5 separate regions of the Mus musculus genome follow, and regions 2, 3, 4 and 5 are each linked to region 1. The links are chromatin contacts, called in public HiCAR-type, HiChIP or PLAC-seq and promoter capture Hi-C maps. All regions are on one chromosome and are shown on one strand. Each heading gives the region's core, a stretch centred on a gene start, on an enhancer-like site or on the middle of the called end of the contact. The rest is flanking DNA. Distances are from core to core; before and after follow the strand shown. Region 1 holds the start of Sertad1 (SERTA domain containing 1). Region 2 holds the start of Tyrobp (TYRO protein tyrosine kinase binding protein). Region 3 holds the start of Zfp568 (zinc finger protein 568). Region 4 holds the start of Zfp428 (zinc finger protein 428). Region 5 holds the start of Zfp574 (zinc finger protein 574).

Region 1 (2,700 bases), core at 14-2,513:
AAAAAAAAAAAGAAGGCCACCACACACTAGGAGCAGGCGCAGAGAGTGTGACACAGTAGGAGTCCCGGTGGGGGTGGGGAGCAAGCAGGAGGAGGCGCGGGCAGGAATAGGAGGCTTGGATTTTCAGAGTGTCAGGACAGAGTCATGGAGGGTAGGGTCTAGGCAGGAAGATGAATGGTGACGTTAGTTGGCAAGGTCTCTAGAGGATCCCCGGTAGCTGCTGCCTGGGGAAAGATCGGTGGCGGGGCAGCATCATGTGTGTGTGTGTGTGTGTGTGTGTGTGTGTGTGTGTGTGTGTGTGTAGGTTTGGAGATAGAAGTGGGCCTGAACTGCCTGCCTTCCGACTGCTGTACTCACTGGGATGCTGGCCGCTTGGGTTTAAAGCCTAAGCTGTTAGTAGTCACTCAAGGAAGTAAGGGTCCCGAACTTATTGAGGAAAGAGAGAGACAAGGGAAACCCTGAAGGGCCGCGGGAGTAAGTCATTGACAGAAGTTTGAAAATCGGTACTTTCTTCCAAGAGGACTAGAGTTTGAAGCCCCTAGCCTAATCTAACGGGGGCATAAAGGCCGCAGGGTCTCAGTCCCGGGGACGCTGCCTAGACCTAGCAAGACACTAAAAATCCAGTCTTTGCCCTTTTCGCTGAAGACCCGGGAGCCGGGAACCGCAGGAATTCAGCCCCCACCCCGACTCCGCCCCCCCGAGTCCCGGCGCCCCCTAGCGGTACTCCAACCTGGGCTCCCCCGGGGACTCCGGCCCCAGTGACCCCGGGATCCTTTAGATTCCCCAGGGTACCGCCTGTCCCTCCCGGGCCACAGCGAGCCGCGACCCCCGCGGGCCGCTCAGTGAGCCCGGCCTTCCCTCGCTTCCGGAAGGCAGCGGAGGCGGCTCCTCCCGGAGCGGCGGCGGCGGGGGCGGGTGAGTCACGCAGCCGGAGCCAGGGAGCCGGCGCCTCCGCCCCCTTCTCGGGCTCCGACGTGATTCACCCAGCCCGGCCCGGGCGGGCGACACATACAGGCCCTGGGCGCTCGATCCCGGTCAGCCCCGGCCACCATCTACCTAGCTGAGGTATCGAACACCCTAAAGAACCCGGCCCCCCGTACCCCCGTCTTTCCCCACCAGGCCCCTTCATTTACATACACAGATCACTCGCGGCCAATCAGAACGAAGAGGGAGCCACACGCAGCCAATCAGGAAGCGGCTGCCGTAGCATCGCTAGCTTGTTCTGCTCCAGCAACCGACACCTGGGACGGTAGGCGCAGTTCTGACTCCGGCGCACGACTCCAGACACTCGACTATCCCTAGTTCCCGCCCACTCGCGTGGCAGCCCCGCCCTGCAGCTCAGGGATCGGCTCTCGTTGGTGGTGGTGGGCGGAGCCTGAGCGGGGCCGTTCCAGAAGGAGGGGGGAGGTTGTCCCTAAAGCGCATGCCCAGGAGGACTGCCTGAGCGAAGGGACAGCTCTGGTAGCGATTTCCCTTGTGGGGCGATGACAGGTAGGGGTTTTGTACTTTAAAAAGTACAGGCCTGTCACTTCATGTGTTATTTTAGAAAACTGTATGACTTCTGGAAGAGGACCTACTTCTTGAGAGTTACAAAATTAACAGTTTTCTCAGTAGGGCTTAGGATACTGGACTCAATACAGTGAGACAACTGGATTCTACTATGATTAAAGACGGGAGTAAGGGGGGGACGGAACGACACCAGAGTCACGTCCTGGGCATCAGTTCCGGAGGAGCTGTGTGACTTTGGGCAGCAGTTTAAGTCCCTGAAAATAATTTCCTGCGGGGCGTGGTTGTTCACACCCATAACCCCAGTATGGGAAAACTAAAGTATGGGGGATTGCTTTGAGTTTGCAGCCGGACTACTTAGTGGATTTGAATCCAGCCTGGACCTCAGAGTGAGATCCTGTCTTAAAACAAAACAAAACAAAACAAAACAAACTAGCAAAAAAAACCGACGAACTTTTTTTTTTTTTTTTTTTTTTTTTTGCGACAGTTTCACTAACTTGCCCAAGTTAGCCTGGGAAACAGAGCAACCAACCCTCCTCAGCCTGTCAGTGACTGGAACCAGAGACTTATGCCACACCTAATATTCTTTTTTTTTTTTTTTTTGGTTGTTTGGTTAGTTGGGTTTTAGTTTAGTTTTTGTGTATGTTTTTGTTTGTCTCTTTGTCTTGGTTTTGGGTTTTCGTTTATTTTGAGACAGGGTTTTTCTGGGCAACAGCCATGATTGTCCTGTAACTCAATCTATAGACCAGGCGGCCTCTAACTCAGAGATTCACTAACCTCTGCCTCCTGAGAGCTGGGGTTAAAGGCCTGCGCTCCACACCTGGCCTTCAGCTATTCTTAAAATATGTTTGGAAAGGTACAGTTTAGTGAAAGAGTGCTTGCCTCACATTTCAGCATGTTAAACACCTGCACTTGGTTACAGCACTGAAAAATAAAATAAAGTAAAATAGCCTGATGATTTACTAAGAGTAGAACATTAAGGGCTGGAGAGGTGGCTCAGTGGCTAAGAGTACTTGTTGCTCTTGCAGAGGACCAGGCTCGGCTCCTGGTTCAGGTTCAGTTCAGCACCCACATGGCAGCTCATGACTGCCTATAACTGTAGTTTTAGAAGATCCAACACCCTATTCTGACTTTCTCAGTCACTCGATACACGTACTACATAAACAGCCAAACAAGCACAAACACAAATCCAAA
Region 2 (2,700 bases), core at 138-2,637, 2.9 Mb before region 1:
ATCAGCCCCTCCAAGCAACTGGAAAGATGGTTCAGTGGTTAAGAGTAGGCACTGCTCTTGCATGGGACCCAAGTTCAATTCCCAGCATCCATACCAGTGGCTGGATCACTTGTAACTCCAGTTCCAGGGCATCTGGTGCCATCTTCTGGTCTTTGTGGACACTACACTCAAATGCACACACACACACACACACACACACACACACACACACACACACACACACACACAGAGAGAGAGGAAAAAAATTATAAAAAAATAAATAAGAGGGAGAAAAAAGCCAGAGTCCCCCACCCCCAGCCCTTCTGGCCTGAAGGTGTAACTCAGTTGGTAAAAGCATTTGCAGTTCAAATGGGAGGCCCCATTTGGATCCTTAGCATTAAGGGAAGAAACAAAAACAAACAATAACAACAAGCCAGCCCTCCCATCCTTTTGATATTTGTGACCTTGACGCTTCCACTGTATCCACTGCCCACCAGGTCCCAAAGTGTTCCAGACCAGCCCCCTCCAGCCCCACTCACCTTCCGCTGTCCCTTGACCTCGGGAGACCAGGCGGCCCAGAGAGTACACAGCCAGGGCAATCAGCAGAGTCAACACCAAGTCACCCAGAACAATCCCAGCCAGTACACCAGGGCTCACGGAAGAACAGTCGCATCTTGGGAAAGTGTCTCAGGAGGATGAAGAGGGGGACACAGGTTAACAATCAGGGCTTGGTGTTAGCACAAAGAGGGCTAGAAGGAGAAGGGGTGGCCTGAGGAGGTCTTTGAGAGGAAGAGAGAAAGATCGGGGGTATTATGGCTTACCACTCTGGGCCTGTACGGGACTTAATCCTAAGGAGAAAAGAACAGGTAAACTGAGAGAGGTGGAGACAGAGAATAGAAAGGTTGAGGTTATCCTCAATTACGTAGCAAATTTGAAGCTAGCCTGGGCTATATGTGATTCTATATTCAAAAGAAAGATGTAAATTGAGGCACAGACAGTGGATGTAGAAGGTGAAGAAGGTTGGAAAGAGCTGGTCTCACAGCACCCAGCGGCCGGTACTGACCAACATGTGGTAGGTATATCTGTGAGCTTCAATGTCCCCCCTACTGATACTACCAGGTTCCAAATCTCAGGGCCTCTAGCTCAGGGTGAAACCCACAGGCTCTAGAGGAACCTTCTTCTGCCCAGCCTTCCCCTTTGTCTGTGCTGTCCCTTCCTGCTCTCTGCCTAGTCCTGGCCCCAACATGAGCTGAGGACACAGGAGGCATCCACAGAAGCCCCCCGACTCACCTCCCACAGTCAGGAGGACAGGAAGGAACAGAAGGCACCAGGAGGGCTCCAGAGCCCCCATGGTGGCCAGATATGCACTGGACACCACAGTCCAGGGGCTGGTGGGACCTGGTGTGACGTCCAACCAAGTGAAGGAGGAAGTGTGAGGTGGGTGGTGGCAGCAGGAGGAGGGGACAGCAGCAGGGAGGAGGAACGTATAGACATGGCCGCAGAAAGAATGCAGCTCAGGGGGCTGTGCCACGGTCCCAATGGGCTGAACAAGAAAGAGAAGAGATACACATGTCAGGTCTTCATCTTCATCTCCAGATAGAGGGCAAATCTTGGAACAGGAGGGACTGTGGGTGCTAGTCATTGAAATCAGCTCAGCCTCTTCCTAGCTGGGCAACCTTTTCCAAGTCGCTTAGCTTCTCTGGGCCTTGATTTCTTCATCCACAAGACTGAGAATTAAATCGTACTTTCTTTGCAGGGTCGTGGGGTCTCAGCCAACCAGCATTACTAGAGCAGGATCCAACCCACATTAGCCTTGTAAGTATCAGCCGTGGTTATTATTCTATATCTACCCTCCCATCATGGTCACAGGCTGTGGAGGACAGAGCCACCAGCAGGAGCACTCACGACAGTGCTCCCATGTGTGACGTCACTGAGTCCTCATAGTATTCACCAGGGGTTGATGCCTTTCTCCCATTTTACAGAGAGGTAAAGACACTTGCCCATAGCCACACAGCAAAGAAAGACAGACAGGACCCAGGACCTAAAGATGGCCACTTCACTGTTAGAAGAAGAAAAAAAAAGATACAGAGAGAAAACAGATGTGCACACCACAGACACAGAGTTGGGGCTTTGAGGGGAGGCAGGTGGTGGCCACGTGGTGACTACTGGCTGGGCTGGGCTAGGCTACACTGGTAAGCAGGGGAGCAACCGGGAGCCAGGACAGAGGGGAGATCATGGGAGAGGAGGTTGGGACTATTTTAGTCCCCAGTGGGAGCCTGATCGAGAACTGGAGAAGGAGGAACCTGAGGTTGGAGCCCTTAGGCAAGAGCCAGATGCAGGAAACCTCCCCCCCCTGCCCACCCCCCACTGTATGTCACGCCCTGTAGCACCCTGGGTGCAAGAGAAAGGGGAAGCCAGATAGTAGTCATGGGACAGAAGCTAATGCCACTCTGGGAGGAGGGGACTCTAGAATTGGGGGTCGGGGAGGTGTCTCTGATAATCACAGCCACTACTGCCCTGAGTCTGGTTCCTAAAGAACCCAAAAGCTTCTTTCTTCCTTTTTCAAAAGATTTATTTATTTATTTTATTTAAATGAATACACTGCAGCTGTCTTCAGACACACACCAGAAGAGGGTGTCGGATCCCATTACAGATGGTTGTGAGCCACCATGTGGTTGCCGGGAATTGAACTAAGGACCTCTGGAAGAGCAGTCAGTGCTC
Region 3 (2,700 bases), core at 69-2,568, 2.5 Mb before region 1:
GCTCATGAGAAACCTGAAACATAAAGACAAAGGGTTTGGAATATAAAATTTGTGACAAATGTAATTTGAGAGAGAGAGAGCTAGTGAGCAAGCTAGAGAGCAGAGCTAGAGAGTGCACACAAGAGAGTGCAAACAAGAGCACACTATCATCAAAGAGCACTTGCACTAAACGGTAACACCCAGTATAAAAGTATTTCTAGAGATTTCTTAATGTGGCAAATAGTTATTTTAATAGACTACAAGCTTACCCACACAACTTTTCTTTGGCTAAATATGGACACATTTGAAGCAGAGGTTTTTTAGAGTCTTTGCATGATCTCCCCTGTGCTCCCATAATCCACCGTGAAAAGAAAATATGTTTGGAATCAGTTCTTTTTAACTTGAGCACCAGAAAACAACAAACAGAGAGCAGATCTGAATTTCAACCAAATACAGCCTGGATCAGCTAAATGCAATGAATCTGCTAACAACGTGAACTGAAGGAATCCCAGTTGGTTTGCTATTGAGCTTAGGAATTTTTTTCAGCCATTATTAAACTAACTTCAGGGCTGGGAATGTAGCTCATTGGTACAGTTTTTGCCTGGTGTGATTGAAGCGTTAGATTTAAATTCAACACTACAAAGGTAAAAGAAAGAAAGAAGAGAAAAGAAAAGAAAAGAAAAGAAAAGAAAAGAAAAAGAAAAAAAGAAAAAGGAAAAGGAAAGGAGAGAAAAGAAAAGATTTTTTTAAAAATTAAATAAGCCAAGCAAGCCATTAGGTAATAATAGAAAGAAAAACTGAAAAAAGTTAGAGAAGAAAGTGTTGAAAGGGCGGCAATGAGGAGGGGGAAATCATTAGAAAGTACAGATTTTTTTTCCCCGTAGTTACGAGTTACGCCAAATGCTACACACCTAAGAACTCCGCGGTACAATTGCACACGCCACGCCATCCCCACACTCACCACACCCTTACTCAACCCCTTACCACCAAACATGGCCACGACAGGACACTCGCTCTCGCACAACCACACCCCCTCCAAATCTCCAGAGTAGCACAAACTCTTACCAGGTTTTTGGTTGCAGCTCCGAACAGGCTTGAGTCCCGCCTTCTGGCCCGGAGCTCTCCGCAAAGCTGTGACCCGGGATACTCCGAGCCCCCCGAGAGCCCGCGCCCAGCCCGAAGCCCACGGCCGGCGCAAACCGGACCACCCGTGCCTCTCCCGTGGAGAGGTCCCCGCAGCGCCACCAGCCAAAACCTCCCGAGACGCAACCTCAGAGACGCGGCATGCGGGCCACGCACGGCCAGCCCCTCCACTCGGGCGGCAGCGCGCGCCCGTTATGTCCCAGAGCACAGGTGCTCCCAGAAGGACCCGCGGCCCGACCCAACTTCCGGTCAGAGCTCGGCTGGCGTTTCCTGTGCTAGGGACAGGAGTCATGGCCGAAGGCGCCGAGGTGGCTGAGCCCATTAGCGCGGCGAGACGGTGACGCCGCCGGCGAAGCAGCGCTGGACGTGAGCAGCTGCGGGGACGGTCTTTTCCGGAACAACCAGAGGAGGCGCTGGGGGCGCTAGGTGGCTGTCCCTTTGTGGACTACATTTCCCAGAAAGGCTAGTGGCCTGTCCAGCCTCTCGGCAGGAGCCTTGCGACTGGGCGGACGCAGTGCCCTGGAATAGTTTTTGTGGTTGTTTGTAATACATTCTGATAGCTTTTCTATGAGGACATGAAATGTCTGGTCGTTGTGGAGTTGTGGCTTAAGTGTAAGACTGTGCCTACCTCTATGTGGCATCTTGCATGTAACCATGGGGCTCCTGTCACCCGAGTGGTTGTGACTTCAGAACTCTGCTCCTGGGAACAATCTCTGAGGTGAGGTTTAGATTCGCAAATTGGTCAGGGTGCCAGTTCTCTCCTAATCTCCATTCTCTACGCAGGATGGATAATGGGGACAAGGCTGGTAATGATCTCTGGCCTGGCCAAGAAAGACCTGGAGGGTCACAATTTTTTTATGTCTACTCCCAGTTTTACCCATTGCCAGGTCAGTTACCCAAAAGAGGCAAAGAATGCACTACAAACCACAAAGAGCCGGGCTTTCCTTTGTGCCGAGCCCAGAGTGATCCCAGGTATTGGACGGCCGCCCCCATCTTACTGCATGCCCGCAAGCCTTACTTTCTTTCAAGCTGCAGTAAAACCACCAGGCCTGGGCGAGCTCCCTAAAGGCTGAGATAAGACCTCTGTCTTAGAATAGCCTTGAGCCTGAATGAACATCCTCCTACCTGCCACACCCTGGGCTCCAGAACTAACCCTCAATTTACAAATTCCTTCTTTATTGTTCCCTGAACCTCTGCTCCTGCCTTTATGCTTCAAAAGGAGAAAGGAGACTGCTCTCTCCCTTTGTCAAAGGTCGAAGCTGACTTGTGACCCTAACCAGTTAGAAGTGTTTTCCCGGGGGGGGGGGGGGGGGGGAGGGAACGGGACGGGGGGAGGGTATAAAGTTTACTTGTGGTTTATTTCCGACTTTCTTGGTCCTTTCCTCATTATTTGCACACCCCATGACCCCAACATCTGAATGCCTCTGGAAGTACTTGCTTAATGACGACTTGTCATTTGAAAATAGATCCCTATATTGTCTCCATTGGAGAAAAGAATAGCTATACCTATTATTAAGTCAGAGAGAGGCATAGAGGTAGCCATGTTCCAAGCCTGATTGCAAGCTAGAATAATCGGCT
Region 4 (2,700 bases), core at 85-2,584, 3.0 Mb after region 1:
TATTTTAAATATTTAATATATGTGTTCCATGCAACAATACCTAGGATTAGCCATTCCATAAACCCACTCCCCCTTCTTTTTTTGAGATCTGATGCCCTCCCCAAAAGGAAAAAAAAAAAAAAAAAAAAAACAGGTCTAGAATAGCGAATCCTCCTGCCCCAGCAGGAATTATAGGCGCGTGACACCACACTGGGCTTTAACTATTATTCTACTTGACCATCACAGCAAGGATTGTTAGGACTTTTCTTGGGGGTTTACTTGGGGACAGCCATCCCTCTCCAAACCCACATTATATAAAGCTTCTTCCAGAACGTTCCGGATATCAAGTGGAAGCATTAGGACAGGTGGAAGCCAGCTGGGCGTGGTGATGCACCTCTGCGAACTCAGCACTTGGTAAATTATAAATTCTAGGTTGTACTCCGCGATATTGTGGGTCCAAAACCCAGCTACATGAAACCGTATGCCTCAGTTCCCTCAAAAGCAGAGTGGCCAGGACCCCACCCACACATACGCCTCACAGTGCGTGAGTGAACACAATAGATACCTTTCCGCACAACGCTAGGTAGGACTGGGACTCGGACAAACCCCGGTACCAAACAATAAAGATCAGCTCCCACAATGCCCCGTGACAGCGTCCCACGATGCCTCGGGCCTTTAACGACCACCAGGCACCCAAACGCTCCTTGCCCCGGGGCTTCTCACAGAAGGCGTGTGCGACGAAAAAAAAAAAAAAAAAAAAAAAAAAAGTCCCCTCCAGGAGCCCAGGCCCTTCCCAGAATGCCCCAGGCCCAGAACGCCTGGCCCACGGGCTCCCACAATGCCTCGAGGCGAAGCTGTGCTGGGTCCCGAGCCGCGTGCTGGGGAAAGCAAGGGACTCCCGGGCCGGTCACTCGGCCAAGCGGCCGCGGGCTCCCGTCATGCAGCGGGGCTGTATCGCCCGCTTCCCAGCATGCCCCGCGGCCCCCCCCAAGCTCGGACACTCACCGACGCCGGCGGCCCCGGATCAGGCTCGGCGGTGGCGGCTGCACGCCCGGGCACTGCGCCTGCGTTTCGGGAGGCTAGGCGAGCGGGCGAGCGAACGGGCGAACGAGCGAGGGGCGAGCGAGGGGCGCGTGCGCGGTCAGATGGACCATTCCCGGAGGTCGATGGGAAGAGGGGCTCAGAGGATGGCGAAGGCTGTAGAGCTCACGCCGGCGGGGGTGGCGGGCTCTGCCGCTCACGGCCCCGCTAGACTTGGTACAGTCTGCGGCCCGAAGGGTGAAGAAGCTTTAAGAATCGCGCGTGCGTGCGTGCGCGGTAGAGCGAACGCGCCTTATAAATAGTGGATGCCTTGGAATGAGGGGGGAGAGTGGGGGCCTAAATACTCGGCCCGGATCCCCCGGGCTGGAGGCTCGCTCATTTGCATAATCCTAGCGCGGGACAAAGGAAGGCCTCCCGCACTGGAGGATGTGATTTGCATATTCCCGGGAGAGGCTGTTCTTCAGAGCGCAGTGATTAGCATATGGATGGGGAGGGGGGGGGCACCTGGAAAAATAAAGCGCATGCGTGTAGGGGACTGCAGACTTAATCGTGGTGGGCTGGCAACCTTGTCCCGAAACTACCGAAGGTCTGGGACCCCGTTCACGTCCCTGTCACCTAGGATAAATTCCTGGACAGCACGTGGTTTCTGCGTTGCGAGAGATCTGAACCCCCAGTCTAAGGAAAACGAACCACATTTGATTAGACAAATACTTAGAACTGTCAAGACCTGGAAGAGAGAGAGGTAGACGGCAGGAGGCCGTGGATGCCAGAAACGCCTGCCCCAGCTCGAGGTTCTGCAAGGGCTTCCAAGGGCTGATTTTTAAGCCAGGTCTGAACTGGAGCCAAGTAGAATGCCAAAAAGCAGAGGGAATAGCTGATGCAAATTTCCAGAGGCAAAGTAGTGCTTGCATTCTTAGAGGGAGTCAAGGCAGCTTTTCCGTGGAGCACAATTAGAAAGTCTGCTATAGGTGTTTGCTTTTTTATTTCTTTTTTTGTTTTTCTTTCTTTTCTTTCTTTTTTTTTTCTTTTTTGAGGCAGAGTCTCATGTAGCTCAGGCTAGCCTCCAACACCTGGGTCGAAGAAAATGACCTTGAACGCTACCTCTTGAATGTTGAGATTACAGGCATATGGCAGCCAGCCCAGCTCCTGTGGGTAATTTTAAAGGGCCATAACTTCATGCTGACTATTTGTAGCCATCCCTACAGCCCTCTCCTTCCCGAATGCTTTTATCACTAGCAATTTAAAACTCTAGAGTCCCATTACACCACAGAAAAGGAATAGTTGTGTTTTGCTTTGTTTCTGAGAGTCTCCTTGTGTATTCTGGAACTCACTCTAGCTCCGGGTGGTTTTCGTCAACTCCCTGCAGTTCTCCTGCCTCAGCTTCCCAAAGGCTGGGGTGGCAGGTATGCACCTCCCACACCTGGTCTCCCAGTCAAACTTGTGTCCCTGACGCCTCTTCTGGACCCACCCACCGTTTTATCTGGTCCATATCCCCAGCACTTCAAACACAGTAATCCCTTTGCTGTCTCAGGCTTTGATCTTGCCTTTCGATTCATCGGGAAAACCCTTTGTCCCTGCTGCTCCGAGCTCACTCTCTCCTGGTATTGATGCCAATCCGAAGGGCCTTCCTTGATGATACAGCTCCTGCAGATTGAGTGATTTAGGGAAATTGACACAGCA
Region 5 (2,700 bases), core at 164-2,663, 2.4 Mb after region 1:
ACTCAAACCCTGCAAAAAGAGGTCCTCTTCATACTTAAACCTTCTCACCAGCAAACAACTATGGGGATACCCAAATCCCCCAGAGTTATCAATATGGTACATCCCCAAAATTCCTAGACTGCTCTCTGTAGCACACATCTCTGTCTCTCCAACTACACCCAAGATTGCTCGAATATTCCCTTTGGCCTACTTACCTGTATCTAAAACAAAACAATCCCTCCCCTCTAGCTCAACCTATTGAAACCCGTAAGAATAAATAAAGACCTCTGTCAATACTTTCCAAGCCCCACTTTCATGCGTTTATCGGTCTTCCTTGTCAGCATTACTCCGTTTTCCACACCTGATCCCTCCCTTCGCTCTAAAGATACCTCAAAAACCTCTTCTCTGCCTCAGCTCTTTCCAGGCAGAAATCGATTTTCCTCCCTGCGTTAATTACCTCCTTTCTCGGGCCAGCTCCCCACCCCGGCATCCATGAGTCCTCTAACCGTCCCCTTTCGATTCTGATCCCCATCCCAGCGCACCCACCCGTGGCCCCGATACCCCATGCAACCAGAGAGCCCTCCGGCGAGGCAGCTCTGGGACCTCCCCTTCCCGCCAAGGTCGGCCCCCGGCCTGCAGCCCGAGCCCTGCCCCTCCTCACTCAGCCCCGCACTCAACTCCAGTCCCCCATCCCACCCGCCGTCCCGGCACAGCCCCCGCCCGGCCCGCGCGCCCAACGGCCGCTCCGCTCTCCGCACCCGGGACGCGATCCTTCAGGCCTTCATCGTGCAGGCCGAATGACGCAGGCAAGCCGCCGGGTGGGGCCGGACCTCTGCGCTCCGGCGGGGACTCACCCGCCTCGGCCGTCTCGCCGGCCCCAGGCCGGGCTACGGGCTTCAGGTCCCTTTGCACCGCCACTCTAGCGCCGCGTCCTCTCTAGCGCCCGTCGTCTCGCCTGCTCCGCAGCCTCGCTCTCACCCCAGGCCGCCCTCAACAACGCTCCTCCCACCTTCCGCCTGGGCCGCTGCGAAGAACTGCACAATTCGCCCAATCATCGGCTGTCTGCCCCTGTCATTAGACCAATCGATGCTCAGGTTTCCTGAAGCCTCGACCAATAGAGCGGAGGGGTGGGATCGCGCAGCGCCCAGCCAATCCTTTAGCAATGTTCCCTCGCTGGTCGGCCTCCAGGTGGATACTACCCGCCTCTTTAATCCTCCCTGGAGGTTCTTCCTCTTCCACCTCTTCTCGGATTCCGCCTTTGATAGCTCGAAAGGGGAGCGCTGAGCGGAGAGGGCGCGATGACGTCGGGAGGCGGGACGAAGCTGGAGGCGCCATCTTGGGGGCGCCTGACAAGCTAGGCGTAGGGGATTCGGGCAGTGTAGGCTGTAGAGACACGCAAAGCCCTGGAGGCCGGCGGGTTACAGTCAAGGATCCCTGAGGGCCAGTGGCAAAAAAAAAAAAAAAAAAAAAAAGAGACACCACTCGGCGTGAATGGGAGAGGAAACCAAGCAGCAGCAGTCACACAGGGCAAAAGGAACAAAACAAGGCTTAAGACTTTTTTTTCCTATTAAGAGGATGAACGGGGAAATCGAGGAAGAGTAGAATGGAAACAAGATGTCAGGAGAGGGAGTTTAGAGGAAGAGGTACGTGACAGGAAGTGAGAAATGGAAGGAGAAAGGAAAAGCCCCGTTAGTAAGGTCCCTTGGAAGAAGCTGAGGGTGTGGGGTGGAAGACCTGAAGAAGGAAGTTTATGGGATTTGTAGTGGATCGAGTCAGTTGTTCTTGTTTTTGTTTGAGGCATGGTCTGGCTTTGTGAACAGGCTGGCCTCACAGAGATCCGCCTGACTCGGCCTCTCCTGTTTTGAGCATTAAAGGTATCTTTCCAGGTGACTGCCCTTCCACACAGTTACAGTTAAGGACCCCTAGGCATGGGAAGAATTTCCTGGGAAAACATGAAGTTCCAGGCCAGCCAGGGAGATGGTTCAGCGCGTAAAGCCACATGCTAAGCCTGATCTGGAGTTTTGATTCTGGGATCCACAGGGTGAAAGGAGAGAACTGACTCTTGTAAGTTGTTCTCTGACTTCTGCATATACCAGAGTGTGCATACATGAACATACACACACACACCTGAATGTAATATGGTAGCGAGTGACTGAAGAGATCCAGTATCCATATTTGGACTCCACACAAGTACACCACAGTTTTCAGGAAGCTCCCTCTTGAAGCCAAGGTTAAGGGAGTTATCAGAGGTGCATCTGGTTGGTCAAACTGTCCCCCGTTTCCCCAACTGAAGCTCAGAAAAACTAGGAGGGGTTTGAACACAGAACCACAGGTAGGTCTGAGTCTCCAGTTGTCACCATGTGTGTGCCCTCCTTTGGATGTCTAGCTGGATGTCTTCTTACTGGACTCCCTAGCAAGTATACCTACATGTTCTAACTAGGCTGCTTATCCTGGCCCTGGTACTTCTTAGCTGTGACTTTGGGCAAAACAACTCCACTCTGTCTCAGGTTTAGTTTTTTTTGTTGTTGTTGTTGTTGTTTTGGTTTTTTTTAGTTCTTCGAGACAGGGTTTCTCTGTATAGCTCTGGCTGTCCTGGAATTCACTTTGTAAAACAGGCTGGCCTTGAACTCAGAAATCCACCTGCCTCTGCCTCCCGAGTGCTGGGATTAAAGGTGTGCGCCACCATACCCGGCTTTTGTTTTTGTTTTTATCTCTGAAAAG

Evidence for each region. HiCAR-type assays count read pairs that join an accessible place to other places. HiChIP or PLAC-seq counts read pairs in DNA pulled down with a chosen protein or histone mark. Capture Hi-C pulls out chosen DNA fragments and counts their contacts.
Region 2: an H3K27ac HiChIP or PLAC-seq map of bone marrow-derived dendritic cells shows a contact between it and region 1, with 12 times the contacts expected there. The contact joins the promoter of Tyrobp here to the promoter of Sertad1 in region 1. A contact is called at or near these places in 1 of 39 promoter capture datasets (maxillary cranial neural crest) and 1 of 115 datasets of contacts at active chromatin or transcription factors (bone marrow-derived dendritic cells).
Region 3: a contact with region 1 is called in a promoter capture Hi-C map of adipose tissue, with 2.6 times the contacts expected there. The contact joins the promoter of Zfp568 here to the promoter of Sertad1 in region 1. A contact is called at or near these places in 2 of 39 promoter capture datasets (embryonic stem cells and liver) and 1 of 9 other capture datasets (adipose tissue).
Region 4: a HiCAR-type map of astrocytes shows a contact between it and region 1, with 2.6 times the contacts expected there. The contact joins the promoter of Zfp428 here to the promoter of Sertad1 in region 1.
Region 5: a HiCAR-type map of astrocytes shows a contact between it and region 1, with 2.6 times the contacts expected there. The contact joins the promoter of Zfp574 here to the promoter of Sertad1 in region 1. A contact is called at or near these places in 1 of 39 promoter capture datasets (cranial neural crest) and 1 of 115 datasets of contacts at active chromatin or transcription factors (astrocytes).

The regions. Positions count from the first base shown.
Region 1 is chr7:27,485,516-27,488,215 of GRCm38.p6, reverse strand. It overlaps Sertad1 (SERTA domain containing 1), which reads right to left and starts at 1,263. Exons shown (of 2, transcript NM_018820.4): 1 at 1,138-1,263. Gm38972 (a long non-coding RNA gene) reads left to right here and starts at 1,256. Exons shown (of 5, transcript XR_881906.2): 1 at 1,256-1,491.
Region 2 is chr7:30,412,469-30,415,168 of GRCm38.p6, reverse strand. It overlaps Tyrobp (TYRO protein tyrosine kinase binding protein), which reads right to left and starts at 1,387. Exons shown (of 5, transcript NM_011662.3): 1 at 1,270-1,387; 2 at 801-827; 3 at 519-665. The coding sequence starts at 1,330. It overlaps Gm32029 (a long non-coding RNA gene), which reads left to right and starts at 1,450. Exons shown (of 3, transcript XR_391237.3): 1 at 1,450-1,555; 2 at 1,736-1,794.
Region 3 is chr7:29,982,573-29,985,272 of GRCm38.p6, reverse strand. Zfp568 (zinc finger protein 568) reads right to left here and starts at 1,318. Exons shown (of 10, transcript NM_001167872.1): 1 at 1,045-1,318; 2 at 1-13. Gm31735 (a long non-coding RNA gene) reads left to right here and starts at 1,752. Exons shown (of 2, transcript XR_001778074.2): 1 at 1,752-1,840.
Region 4 is chr7:24,505,721-24,508,420 of GRCm38.p6, reverse strand. It overlaps Zfp428 (zinc finger protein 428), which reads right to left and starts at 1,334. Exons shown (of 3, transcript NM_146183.2): 1 at 985-1,334.
Region 5 is chr7:25,075,520-25,078,219 of GRCm38.p6, reverse strand. It overlaps Zfp574 (zinc finger protein 574), which reads right to left and starts at 1,413. Exons shown (of 2, transcript NM_175477.5): 1 at 738-1,413. It also overlaps a transcript of Grik5 not described here.